4 separate regions of the Mus musculus genome follow, and all the other regions are linked to region 4. A link is a contact called in public Hi-C, HiChIP or PLAC-seq and Micro-C data. All regions are on one chromosome and are shown on one strand. Each heading gives the region's core, a stretch centred on a gene start, on an enhancer-like site or on the middle of the called end of the contact. The rest is flanking DNA. Distances are from core to core; before and after follow the strand shown. Region 1 has its middle 42 kb from the start of Gm25202. Region 2 holds the start of Nyx (nyctalopin). Region 3 has its middle 41 kb from the start of Gm25202. Region 4 holds the start of Cask (calcium/calmodulin-dependent serine protein kinase (MAGUK family)).

Region 1 (2,700 bases), core at 178-2,677, 430 kb after region 4:
GGACCAGAAATGTGAGCTCAAACAAACTCCTTTTCTTTATAACATTGCCCAATGGCAGGTATTTTGTTATAGTAATGAAAAACAGACTGTTATATTATATTTCCTTCGGGGGGGTGATTTAAGAAGCCTTCAAAGGCTCATTCTTGTTTTAAAAGCTGCTGTTTGGTAATTCAAACTTTCTTCTCTCTCTCTCTCTCTCTCTCTCTCTCTCTCTCTCTCTCTCTCTCTCTCTCTGAATACCTCAACCAGCCACCTTTCTATATTTTCATCTATTCATTGCAATTTTTTTCCTGAAAAGACATGAACATATTAGAAACAACTGAGACCCAAATGTGTGGAAGGGAGACTTGGCCCATTATAGATCACTTTAAAATAGCAATTAACCCATGTGTGTTCTTACTCAACTGGTACATATTTTCTGTATTACGGATATGGTAAGAGGGAATAAAAACCATACTGTGTCTCAGATTTTATAAAATTCAGTCCCCTTGGAAAAACATCCGAGACTAATATGGATGTTCAAACTGTTAGTTCATACACACCAGAGTTTCATTTGCTCTTTTATGATAAAAGTTTCCTTTACAGTTGCCCAGATCCACACATATATTATTCGGGACCCGATAAAGCACAGGCACCATTTGTGGTCACATCCTCTAAAAATCACCCGGAGTGGGTTTCCAGAGCCTTTAAAAATAGGCTGGGTTCTGGCAAAGCTTCCAAACATAGGAGGAGAAAAGAGCAACAATTTAGACTCTTGAAAGTAGTTTTAATTTTAGCCTTCCTTTTCTACTTTTTACCCCCGTTACAGCTCTTCTCAGGATATTAGTAGAGCTAATGTTCCAAGTTCCCTATTCATTTTTAAAAATATATTCCAACTGACCATCAGATGCAAATACAATGATAAAAATCCTATTTTCTATTGTTCTCATTTTTGAAAAAAACTTCTGTTCTCTGCAGTCTGCAAGCCAGTTTGGTGCTGATTGAATCTTCCCGTACCGTGACTGGACCATTTCTTAATCACCCCCAGCAGTAGCATGCTTCCCATCTACTGTGACATTAGAGTGAGTTGCTTCCAAATGGCTGTAAAGCATGTTGCCATGGTGATGGAACTCTCCTGGTCAGCTGCAGTGGAAGCTCTGCCAGCAGCAATTCTCACCCTTGATGTGCCAAGAGAAGAATCATCTGGGTACTTGTTAGAAATGCTTATTTAAGACCCTACCCATAAGCATTTCGATTTTGAAAATTTGAGGGCAGATCTTCATTTATTATCTACAAGCTAGGTAATGAGCATTCACGTGGCTCATGGACAACATGTGAATATGGCTGAAGTTATGTCCCATGAGAATGCTGCTATTCATCTGCATTGAGTCTGCGGCCATGACTGGCCCTCTAAGTTGCCAAAGAATGTGCATGCTGCCTTTTTCAGGATCTTTAAATGTGAGCATCTGCCACACATATGTTTTGTGTTTACTCTTCAGGCTTTCAGGGTGAGATTCCCCAGCTCCAGGAAAAAAAAAAGTCATCTGTTAGTAATTCCCTGCTTCACTTGGGAAATAACCTAGCAAGGATAGGCTATTGAAATTAGTATATGCATCCGGCAAACTTTACAATTTCCTTCTGGGTACTCCTGGGGGATAGTGCATCATGATATGTCTGTGGGCAACAGTGGGAGGGTAAAGGCAGGTGCAGTGAAAGCTTTCTTTAAGAGACAAACATACCACGTTCATGAGAAGCAACTCCTAAGGACTGAATTAGAAGGGTGTTTAGGAGTTTGAGAGTTCTCTTGATCTATTTCAATTCTTAAATGTTTCCAGGGATGAGGAACAAACATTGGCTTATGAGAGTGGAAATAATGAAGTCTGTGTTGAAAGTACAGTCAATGTGCTGCATAATGATGTTTGGTTGGCAATTGACTGCAAAACCAATGATAGCACCACAAGATCATATCATTTAGTGACAACTTGGCCATCTTGATCTGTGTTGAGTACACAGTGATGTTCTAACACCTACTGACACATTTCCTAGCATGTATCCCTGTTGCTAAGTGACATTTGATTTTATAAACTTCTATAGAAGACAAAGTAGGATCTGGCAGTTAGCTCACTGGGGAGAAGAAGATAATGCAGGATGAGTTGGGGGAGCATGGCTGTAATGTTGACATTAATGTATTCATATGTAAGTTTTATGTCCTACCACTGTGGAAAGTTATCCCAGCCATTGTGGATACAGACACCTCTAACTATTATCAGTTAATTTGTCTACTTGACCTTCTCAAAGATATCCTAGATGACTCCCTTTTCTTTTTAAGAGTTGATCAGAAACCCAACTGTATTTATTTTTCAACATCTATGTTCTGAACACAGCAAGTATATCTCAGACATTACATTAAGTATATCTGAAATAGATATTTTTAAAGAATACTTTGGCTTTCCCTTTGAATTTTGGCACATACTTCTCCCAGCCAAGGCAGCTCAAACAGGATGTCATAGGGTATGTAACATAGATACCTATTTGGAACCAAAGATCCCCACAGGATATGAGCAGACACATACTTCATTTTTGCATTCCAGCAAAGTTAGAGAGCTACAGCATCTGTTTTCCATGTTATAAATAAGTATTATCCTTCAAAGACTTCAAAAACTCCCATTAAAAGTGCTCTCAATCTCAAATCTCTTTGTGGTGCTCAATTAGTTCATATGC
Region 2 (2,700 bases), core at 58-2,557, 390 kb before region 4:
GCATGTGAGTATGAAATATGCACGCGCGTGTGCACACACACACACACACACATATCCAACCTGCTCAGTCCATTTTTGTTGGTGATGTGTGTGTGTGTGTGTGTGTGTGTGTATGTGTGTTCAAGGCTGACCATTCTGCATTAGACAACCAATTAAGGATGCTCATTACTGGGAGAGGCTAGTCATCTTTCCCAAAGCCATTAGTTGCCTGTAGGTAGCTCTTTGCCTAAGGATGGGGCCTGGTGGATTTCCCCTTCCCTGAGAACATGTCTGTGATATTACCTTTGTTCTGGTTTGTTTATGCAGTCATTTGTAGGAGAGACCATTTCACAGCAGACTTCCTTCTCTTCATCGATGCTCCCTGAGTCATAGATGCAGGAGTGGTGGTGTAGGTGTATCCATTGGGCCTGAGCTCCCTAGAATCTATTGCTCCAGTTGTGGTTTTCTGTGGTAGCCTCCATTTGCTGTAAGGAGAGGGTTCTTTCACGAGGAACGGTAGCCACATGTATCCAGGAAAGGCGACTCTCAAACCTAACAGGATTTTAAATTCAAGTCCAGGTGAGGAAAATGTTTTAAAGCTCACCCATTTTTTCAAATAGACGCCTCAGGGGTTTTGTGGGGTGGAAGATCCCATCCCATCTCAGGCCCGACAGACTTCTTTGTCCCTAGATCCATTCCTTTGACAGGTGGAAAGTGGAAGCCTTTGTATCTTTTCTTTGCTGGTCAGCTTCAAGCTCTAGCCTCGTGTATGTCTGTCAAACACTAATTTTCTAAGTGGCAAAAGGTGCCTATCTGAGAGCAGCAGGGAGGCCCAAGCCTCTCCCAGCATTTGTTTTTCTGACAGGTCATCAGCAGAGACTCAGTTGCCTGGTGGCTCAACATTGCACAGACTCAGGTATCTTCGATGGCTTGTCTTCTGAAATCAGATGTTCCGGGATCTTTTGCCTGCCTTGAATACCTGTGATAAGAGAATTCTGAAACTCTCTAAATTAAGTTACAGGCCAGAGAATGGAGGAAGAGATCAGATGAGATTATTTTAACTGACAGCTTCCAGCTAAATCAACAAAGAAAAGGACAAATCTGCTGCACTGCATTGTTGCCCTGTGTGCCGAAGACTACCCATTGAAGGTCACCTCACTTTCAGCTTTCAGAACGGACTTGCCAAAATGCAGCAATTCTGCTATGGACTGACTAACCCTTCACTCCTGGGACTCTGCCCAATTCCTCTTATCCTAGTCCTTCTGATCACAGATCAGAACAATTCCTTTCTTCCCCCTAACATTTTATTCTAAAGCCTCTAGCTCCTTAGGTCCATAACTACTGATTTCAACTGTTGTCTGGCCGTGCTGCTGGTGGCTTAGGAAACCTGTCCCAGGACCTCTTTCACCTCTTAGCATGTGTCAGCGCCATCAACCATTGTTTCAGAGGCCTCTTTGAGACTGGGACATTGATTTGATACTTGGCAGTTCCCTGCTGCATTGAGTTTGGGTCTTTTCCTTGGGCAAGGCAGATGGGCCTACAGCTCTATTTTTGGAGGCCACAGAGAGTGGCGATTTCACATGCAGCTCCTGGAACGTGCATTTTGGAGTATTAGGGCAGCGAGTCTGTTGAGAAGCACAGCAGAAGAAATCCTGGGCCAACCCTTTATGTGCTGTGTCAGACTGGCTTATTATCCACCCTCCTGACTCCAGGGTCAGTCAGGTGAGTAGGTCACTGAAGGACCCTCTCCAGAGGGACTTTTGGCAGGCTGTCCTTTGACCAGGGCAGCTAGCCTTCCAGCGACTTCAGGTGCGTGACTAAGATTTCCGGCTCAGGCGTGCCCCGGGCCTTTCCGGGCCAGGCAGCCGCCCCCGCGCCGCCATGCTGGAGCCTGCTTCCTGGCGGGGACGATAAGATAGGTTGCGGTGGCACTGGTCCAGCGCTGGAGCTTCAGCGCCCTCTGATGGGCAAGCCTGGGAGGGCGGGGCCCATGCTCGGATGCCCCGCCCCACCAGACCTTGGGAGCGGGCGGGGCTGCAGCACGGGTTACCCGCAGTGGCTGTCCAGGTTTCGCAAGGACGTGACCTTGAGAGGGAAAAAGTCCCCTGGTGCGTCACGAGTGGTTGCTAACCCGGGCTAGCGAGCTGAACTAGTTTTCGAAATCCAGAGAGGTGGGAAGGAATAGGGACTTAAACGTTCATACTGGGGACTCGTGGCCAGCTGCCCCTCTACGACCGACCGCCAAGGCACGCTTTGTGCGCAGGACCCGGAATCCGGTACGAGCCTGCATCCCGACTTTGTCTGGGCCTGTCCTTGGGGTGACGTCATTCTGAGAGTCAGCAGAATAAGTAGCGTCCCCTGCTGCAGTCCAGAGCTAAGGCTGTGAATTCAGGTCGATTCCCCCAGCCCTACAAGGAGCCAGGGATTCCAACAAAAGGATGGTTTCAGCTAAGGCAGTTTAGGGGTGCCTCATCCTGATCTCACATAGGCAGTGAGGGTGACTCTTTGGCTTCTTACTGGAATCTCAGGAGAGAAAACAAAAAAAAAAAAAAAACAACAAAAGCAAAACAACAAAAACCAACCATAACCTAGGCGACCAATTCCTTGCTCTGCCTTCAGCATTGTAACCTCAAGTTTTCTGAAGAAGCTTCGTCTGATTAGAACAACTTGGTGTGGAATTTTGTGAAAAGAGGAGAGTCAAAATTGACTTATTTTAGAACC
Region 3 (2,700 bases), core at 11-2,510, 510 kb after region 4:
TTTAATGTTCAAGAATATTGTTCGACTCTGTAAGTATGAATCACATACTGGTTGAAAATATCAAATCCGAACATATAAATCCAAAATGTTCCAAAACATGAGTTGCTCTGAGTACTGACAGGGTACAACATTCAGAGAACTTCTTACCATGAAACTTAGCTTCACTCAGAAAATTACCGAGATGGTGTATAAAGTTTTTCCGTACCATTTATTTAAGGTATATATGAAACATATATAAATTTCATGTTTAGATTTGGGTTCTATTTACAAGATATCTCATTATGTAATGCAAATATTCTGATATCTGAAAAAGTTAGACTCCAAAGCATATCTTGTCTCAAGTGTTTCAGATACTGGATGCTCATCTTGTATGGATGTATAGCTTCCTCATATATTCCCCATAATCCTGGTTAAACCATTTTTGAAATTTCTTTCAGATTGAGAAAATAAGGGAGCATCCTAAGAACTATGTGGTGCTTCACTTTGATGCATGTAATGTGTGAGCAGTGAAGTTCACAGTGTTTACCACAGGCATTTTGCTTTTTGTAACCCAGTTCTTTTTCCACACTCTCATCATGTGTGAAGGTGTGCTGTACTGTGGGTACAAACAAGGTTCTTTCATTTGCTACTTTGTTGCTGGAGAAAAAGAGTCCAATTCTGTGTTTCTAGCTTTACCTTCTAGACTGATATATATCTGGTCATAAAACTGAGTCCTAGATTTTCAGGTTTTCAACACATACCATACCATGAGCAGAGTACAATGATAGTTGTTTGAGAGAATCTTGTGGATGTAGAAAACACCAGTCCTTGTGTGATCCGAGATCATGAAACAGTTGTTGAGAAGAACATTGGTTCTAGTGGAGTCTGGTGCTAGCTGACTTTTGAGGAAGCAAACAGAATAGCCTGGCTATCTTCTAGCGTTCAGATACAGAACAAGAGAATCTATACTCACAGGCAGAAAGGGTCTTTCCAAATGTAAAGGATAGCAAGCAGCTTAGTTTGGCAAAAGCAGAGGAGCCATGCAGGGGAGAACAGACTGGAGGCTGATTTGTTTGGAGGATCTGGATACTGGGAGGATAAGCCTGAATTTGACAACACAGATGGGAAGGATTCTGAGTAGCTTTCTCAGCAGGGAAGTGATATAAAGCCCAACACATTCAAAGCAGATGATTTTGTTGTCTTTGTGGATCTGCAGCTCCCATTATCTTGTATGATCATTTGAAGAGCATGCCTGCTAGGCTTCTGGCCCGTCGGAGTCTGGCCATCTAAGTTGTGTGCAGCTTGTTCGGCTAGTATCACATCCTGTCCCACTGAGAAGGTCTGAGGTGGGCCAATTCCAGCCCCTTGAAATAATTAGTTTCCTCTGCTCTCTGTGTTCAGGACCAAAAGGAGCAGTTTATTGGTTTTGTGGGCAATGCTCAGATACTGCCAATAGAAAGTATAAAACTAACTGGATTGTGAGCAAGGGAATACTTATCTGCTGCCTAAAATTAGAACAGATTCCTATCACTCAAAATGCATCTTCATGCTCTTCACATTGTTTGTGGTGGTGAAAAATGGTACTTATAAAGAAAAATTGTTTAATTCATAGCAAAATTACTTAAAAAGAAATCTTCAAGGTTATTAATTGCAACACATTATTTTGATATGTGGGAAACAACTCAAATTCTTTCAATAAAAGACTGAAATCTATTTTATATCTGCACAGAAATATATAAATAAAACAAGGAATGAAGCATAGTATGTGTTGGCAAATGATTTCCAGCATATATGTATGTATATGGGTTTATCTGAGCTGAAGGGATTTGCAGCCTCATAGGAGGAACAACACTATCAACTAACCAGTACCCCCAGAGCTCCCTGGGACTAAACCACCAATCAAAGAAAACACATGGTGGGACTCATGGCTCTAGGTGCATATGTAGCAGAGGATGGCCTAGTCGGTCATTAATGGGAAGAAAGTCCCTTGGTCCTGTGAAGGTTCTATGCCCCAATATAGGGGGATGCCAGGTCCAGGAATTGGGAGTGGGTGCACTGGGGAGTAGGGAAGGGATAGGGGATTTTCGGAGGGGAAACTATGAAAGGGGATAACATTTGAAATGTAAGTAAAGAAAATATCAAAAATAAAATAGAAGTTGTTGAGTTCAAGAGATAGCTCAGTAGTTAAGAGAATTTATTTCCTTTTTGGAGGACCCAGGTTCTACATACAGTACCCACATGGCAGCTCACAACCTTCTATAACTCCAGTTCTGGAGGGGGGCCGGGGGGGGGGGGACGGACGACTAATACCTCCTTCTGACCTCTGCAGGCACCAGTCACACATGTAGCATACAGATGTACTGACAGACAAGCATCCCAAAACATAAATAAAATTTGACAAAGTAATAGTTGCTGGTAAATGAAGAAAGAAAGATAAAATGATCTCATTACTAATTTTCAACCTCTAGAAAATATTGGAGATGAAAAATAATCATCAGTGACTGCAAAGATCATGTGCACACGCACACACACACACACACACACACACACACACACACACAAATACAAATAAATAGAGTAAAGGATTCCTGTTTGGCCTTATAATGAATACTCACAGCACTATTAAAGATTATTACTAAGAGTCTGAGACTGAATATGACAAGAGTTTAATTTTAATAACCATTTAATGGGAAATGTAGGGGGAATGATGGACCTGTTACA
Region 4 (2,700 bases), core at 43-2,542:
CAGATGAAAGGATGAGCATTTGGACTGTCAGTTCTATATTCTAGACCAGCCCGGTGACTCAAAGCAGACGGCTCTACCACGCTAACCACCATCCCAACAACAGTGGAAGGGAGCCTCGAGCACTGATTGTACAGTCATTGCATAACGAGGCATTAAAAATTTGGGTGCCCCCAACTCTTTCTATGTTTGTCTATGGCAGGTGAAGAATTTGCTGAAACTGGACGCATCCGTCTTCAATGACCCTCTTAAATCCGGGCATGGGGTGAACACAAAGGCATCTGTCTAATATCCTGGCACAATAGACACACACCCCACAATTAAAAACCCCGGACGCGCTCTCTCGCTCTCTCCACACAAGCTCATGAAATGCAGGCTGCTCTTTTCGTGAAAGGTCTATGGTACAGGAAAGGTAACAAAAACCCCAACTGTTCCCAGGAAGCAACTACAAAATCGGTCCTGCCACGTCCCTGTGTAACCGTCAGATAAAATGCAGGGAGCCCGCCCCACGCCTTATGGGGTGGCCGACCGGGGCTCGGTGGCCTCCACGCATTACTAAGAAGCCCCCAGACCCATTCCTGGCAGGAAACCCAGGTACACGTCTAAAAATTCTCCAGGGTGAAGAGAACGAGGGAGGCAGAGGGGAGGGAGAGAGGGCAGGGGGCAGGCCCGGAACGGGTGCGGGAGGCCCCGGGCATCGCTGAAAAGCATTTTTCCACACTCCCGCTCCCTCGCGTGGAGACTCACTTGCCGATCACCTCGCATAGCTCGTACACATCCTCGAACAGCACGTCGTCGTCGGCCATGGTCCGAAGGGGACAGCGGCCGCAGCGTGGAGGGTTCTGAAAACTGGGTTGGGGGCGCCCAAGAGCTCAGTGCCCGGCTCCGGGCTCGTGTCCTCCACTCAGGACCCGCAAGCCCTCGGTGCTGAGGAAGCTCGACTGGGGCCGTGAGGCCCGGAGACTGCAGCGCCTTTCCTCTGCCGGCTGCCGCCCCGGCGCGGGCGGCGGGGCCGGGGCGTGGGAGCGAGGGCGGCCCGGGCCCGGCGCCGCCCGCCCGCCCGCTGCTCCTCGCGCGGTGGCTGGCGACCGCGCTGCCGGGGCGTGCGGACCCTCGGGGACCGCGAAGCGCCGCACTCTCCGCTCGTCAGCCCGCGCGGGCCGCGAGGCCGCGACCGCTCCCTCTGCCCGAGACCGGCTCCGGCGCGGCGCGGGGCAGCTCGGGCTACAGGGGGGGCCGCGGCAGCACCATGGAGGGAGGATCGTCGCGAAGGGAGGTGGTGGCGGCTGATCCGCGCTGGGGACCAGGAGGCGGCGGCAGAGACGCTCCCTCCTCCTTCTCCTCCTCCTCCCGCCGCCGCCGCCCTCCCGAGTGTGGGAGGGGGCTTCGCGGGATGAGCGTTCAGTGCGGGCGGGAGCCGCGACCGCTGCCTTCAGCTCCTCCCCTCAGCCTCAGCAGCCGCCAGGCTCCCGAGCCCGAGCACCCGCCTGGCGCGGACTAACCCTCCTCCCTTTCGGCCCGCACGGCAGCGAGACCCGCAGGCCCCGCCCCTCCAGCCCGTTGGGAGGCGTGGACCGCGGAAGGAGGCGGAGGAAGGGAGGGGGAAAAAAAAAAAGCGCTCCCAGTGGCGCCTGCGCGCAGCGCCCGCAACGTCACGAAGAACCGGCGGGCGCGGGGAATCTAGAGGGCGCTGGGGGTCGGCTAGCGGAGCTGCCCGGGTTGCGGGTTGCAGCTGCTGAGGTGGGGCTGGTGGAGGTCGTCGCCTCTACTCCCAAGCTGCGACCAAGTGGAGAAGAGGGGCGAGGGACAAAAGGTCCATAGCAGTCTGCACGTTCTTAGACGGCGTGCTCAGCACTCTGGCAGCTTTCCCTCTTCTTTCGTAATCTCAGAAAGCCGTTCCCCAGGTTTTTGCTGGGGGAGGGGGGAAACGCAGAGAAAAGGTTCTAATGAATGAAAAAGCCTGAAAGGAGGTGGAGAAAGATTGTCACTCAAGACCGTGTTTGGCGGCGGTGGATGCTTTTAGTGCCACCTTGCCATTCCTTAATGAAGATGAGGGCTGGGGGAGGGGGAGAATTGTCCAAGGAAAGGACGGAACAAAAACTGCAGAGGAAGGTGTACAACAAGAACAGTGAACTAGCGAAACAGCTTCGCCTGCCACCCGCTCCAAACTAACCAATATCTATGCAGTTTCTATTGCTGCTAGACAAAACCTAGAGACGGACCAGGAAAAGAGTGTCGTAAAGAGACTTTAAATCCATTGAATATTGTTCCTCAGCACCAGCATCTGCTTTGTTCACTCCCTATAAGTGTTGGAGTTCTTAGCATAAAAAAATGTCACTAGAAGGAATGGACGCACAGGGTCAGCCGCGGAGTAAGGCTGTGGGTGTTGCCGCTGTGCTAGGTTGTATGCAATATGAAGATTTCTGTTCAACTGAGCATGTGCAGAATGAGCCAACGCCACCAGACAGGTATATGCCTTAGTTGAAGACCAATAAAAAAAGAAGTCTTTGTTCCTCCTCATAGCAGAAGTGTCCAATTAGTTCATAAGTCAGCTCTCCAGAAATCATCTGTTAAAATTCTCAGCGCGGTATTTTTTAAACTAGTATTTACCAAAGTGCAGGGGGCAGGGTGAAGATAAAGCCCATTTCCTTTAAACAAAACAAAACAAAACAAAAAACAAAACGATCTGTACAAACCCTTAAT

What was found. A called contact is a pair of places that touch in the nucleus more often than the background predicts. HiChIP or PLAC-seq counts read pairs in DNA pulled down with a chosen protein or histone mark.
Region 1: a contact with region 4 is called in an H3K27ac HiChIP or PLAC-seq map of stem cell-derived neural progenitor cells, with 7 times the contacts expected there. The contact joins the enhancer-like site here to the promoter of Cask in region 4. A contact is called at or near these places in 5 of 39 promoter capture datasets (the 3T3-L1 cell line, frontonasal cranial neural crest, hippocampal neurons and 2 more), 5 of 484 Hi-C or Micro-C datasets (adipose-derived mesenchymal stem cells, cerebral cortex, neural progenitor cells and 1 more) and 7 of 115 datasets of contacts at active chromatin or transcription factors (astrocytes, embryonic forebrain, embryonic limb bud and 4 more).
Region 2: a Micro-C map of macrophages shows a contact between it and region 4, with 5 times the contacts expected there. The contact joins the promoter of Nyx here to the promoter of Cask in region 4.
Region 3: a contact with region 4 is called in a Hi-C map of cerebellum, with 2.6 times the contacts expected there. The contact joins the enhancer-like site here to the promoter of Cask in region 4. A contact is called at or near these places in 1 of 39 promoter capture datasets (hippocampal neurons), 1 of 484 Hi-C or Micro-C datasets (cerebellum) and 1 of 115 datasets of contacts at active chromatin or transcription factors (large pre-B cells).

What each region holds. Positions count from the first base shown.
Region 1 is chrX:14,272,729-14,275,428 of GRCm38.p6, forward strand. No RefSeq gene overlaps it. Among named protein-coding and RNA genes, the nearest start is that of Gm25202, 42 kb to the right of the region's middle. Within about 2 kb of position 1,428, at least 23 of the 459 cell types and tissues checked have an H3K27ac peak or open chromatin away from gene starts, as enhancers often do. A contact at or near this core is called in adipose-derived mesenchymal stem cells, neural progenitor cells, neural tube and 2 more, where this site is marked.
Region 2 is chrX:13,459,783-13,462,482 of GRCm38.p6, forward strand. It overlaps Nyx (nyctalopin), which reads left to right and starts at 1,308. Exons shown (of 4, transcript NM_173415.5): 1 at 1,308-1,701.
Region 3 is chrX:14,355,616-14,358,315 of GRCm38.p6, forward strand. No RefSeq gene overlaps it. Among named protein-coding and RNA genes, the nearest start is that of Gm25202, 41 kb to the left of the region's middle. Within about 2 kb of position 1,261, at least 2 of the 459 cell types and tissues checked have an H3K27ac peak or open chromatin away from gene starts, as enhancers often do. A contact at or near this core is called in cerebellum, where this site is marked.
Region 4 is chrX:13,845,264-13,847,963 of GRCm38.p6, forward strand. Cask (calcium/calmodulin-dependent serine protein kinase (MAGUK family)) reads right to left here and starts at 1,293. Exons shown (of 27, transcript NM_001284503.1): 1 at 745-1,293. The coding sequence starts at 803.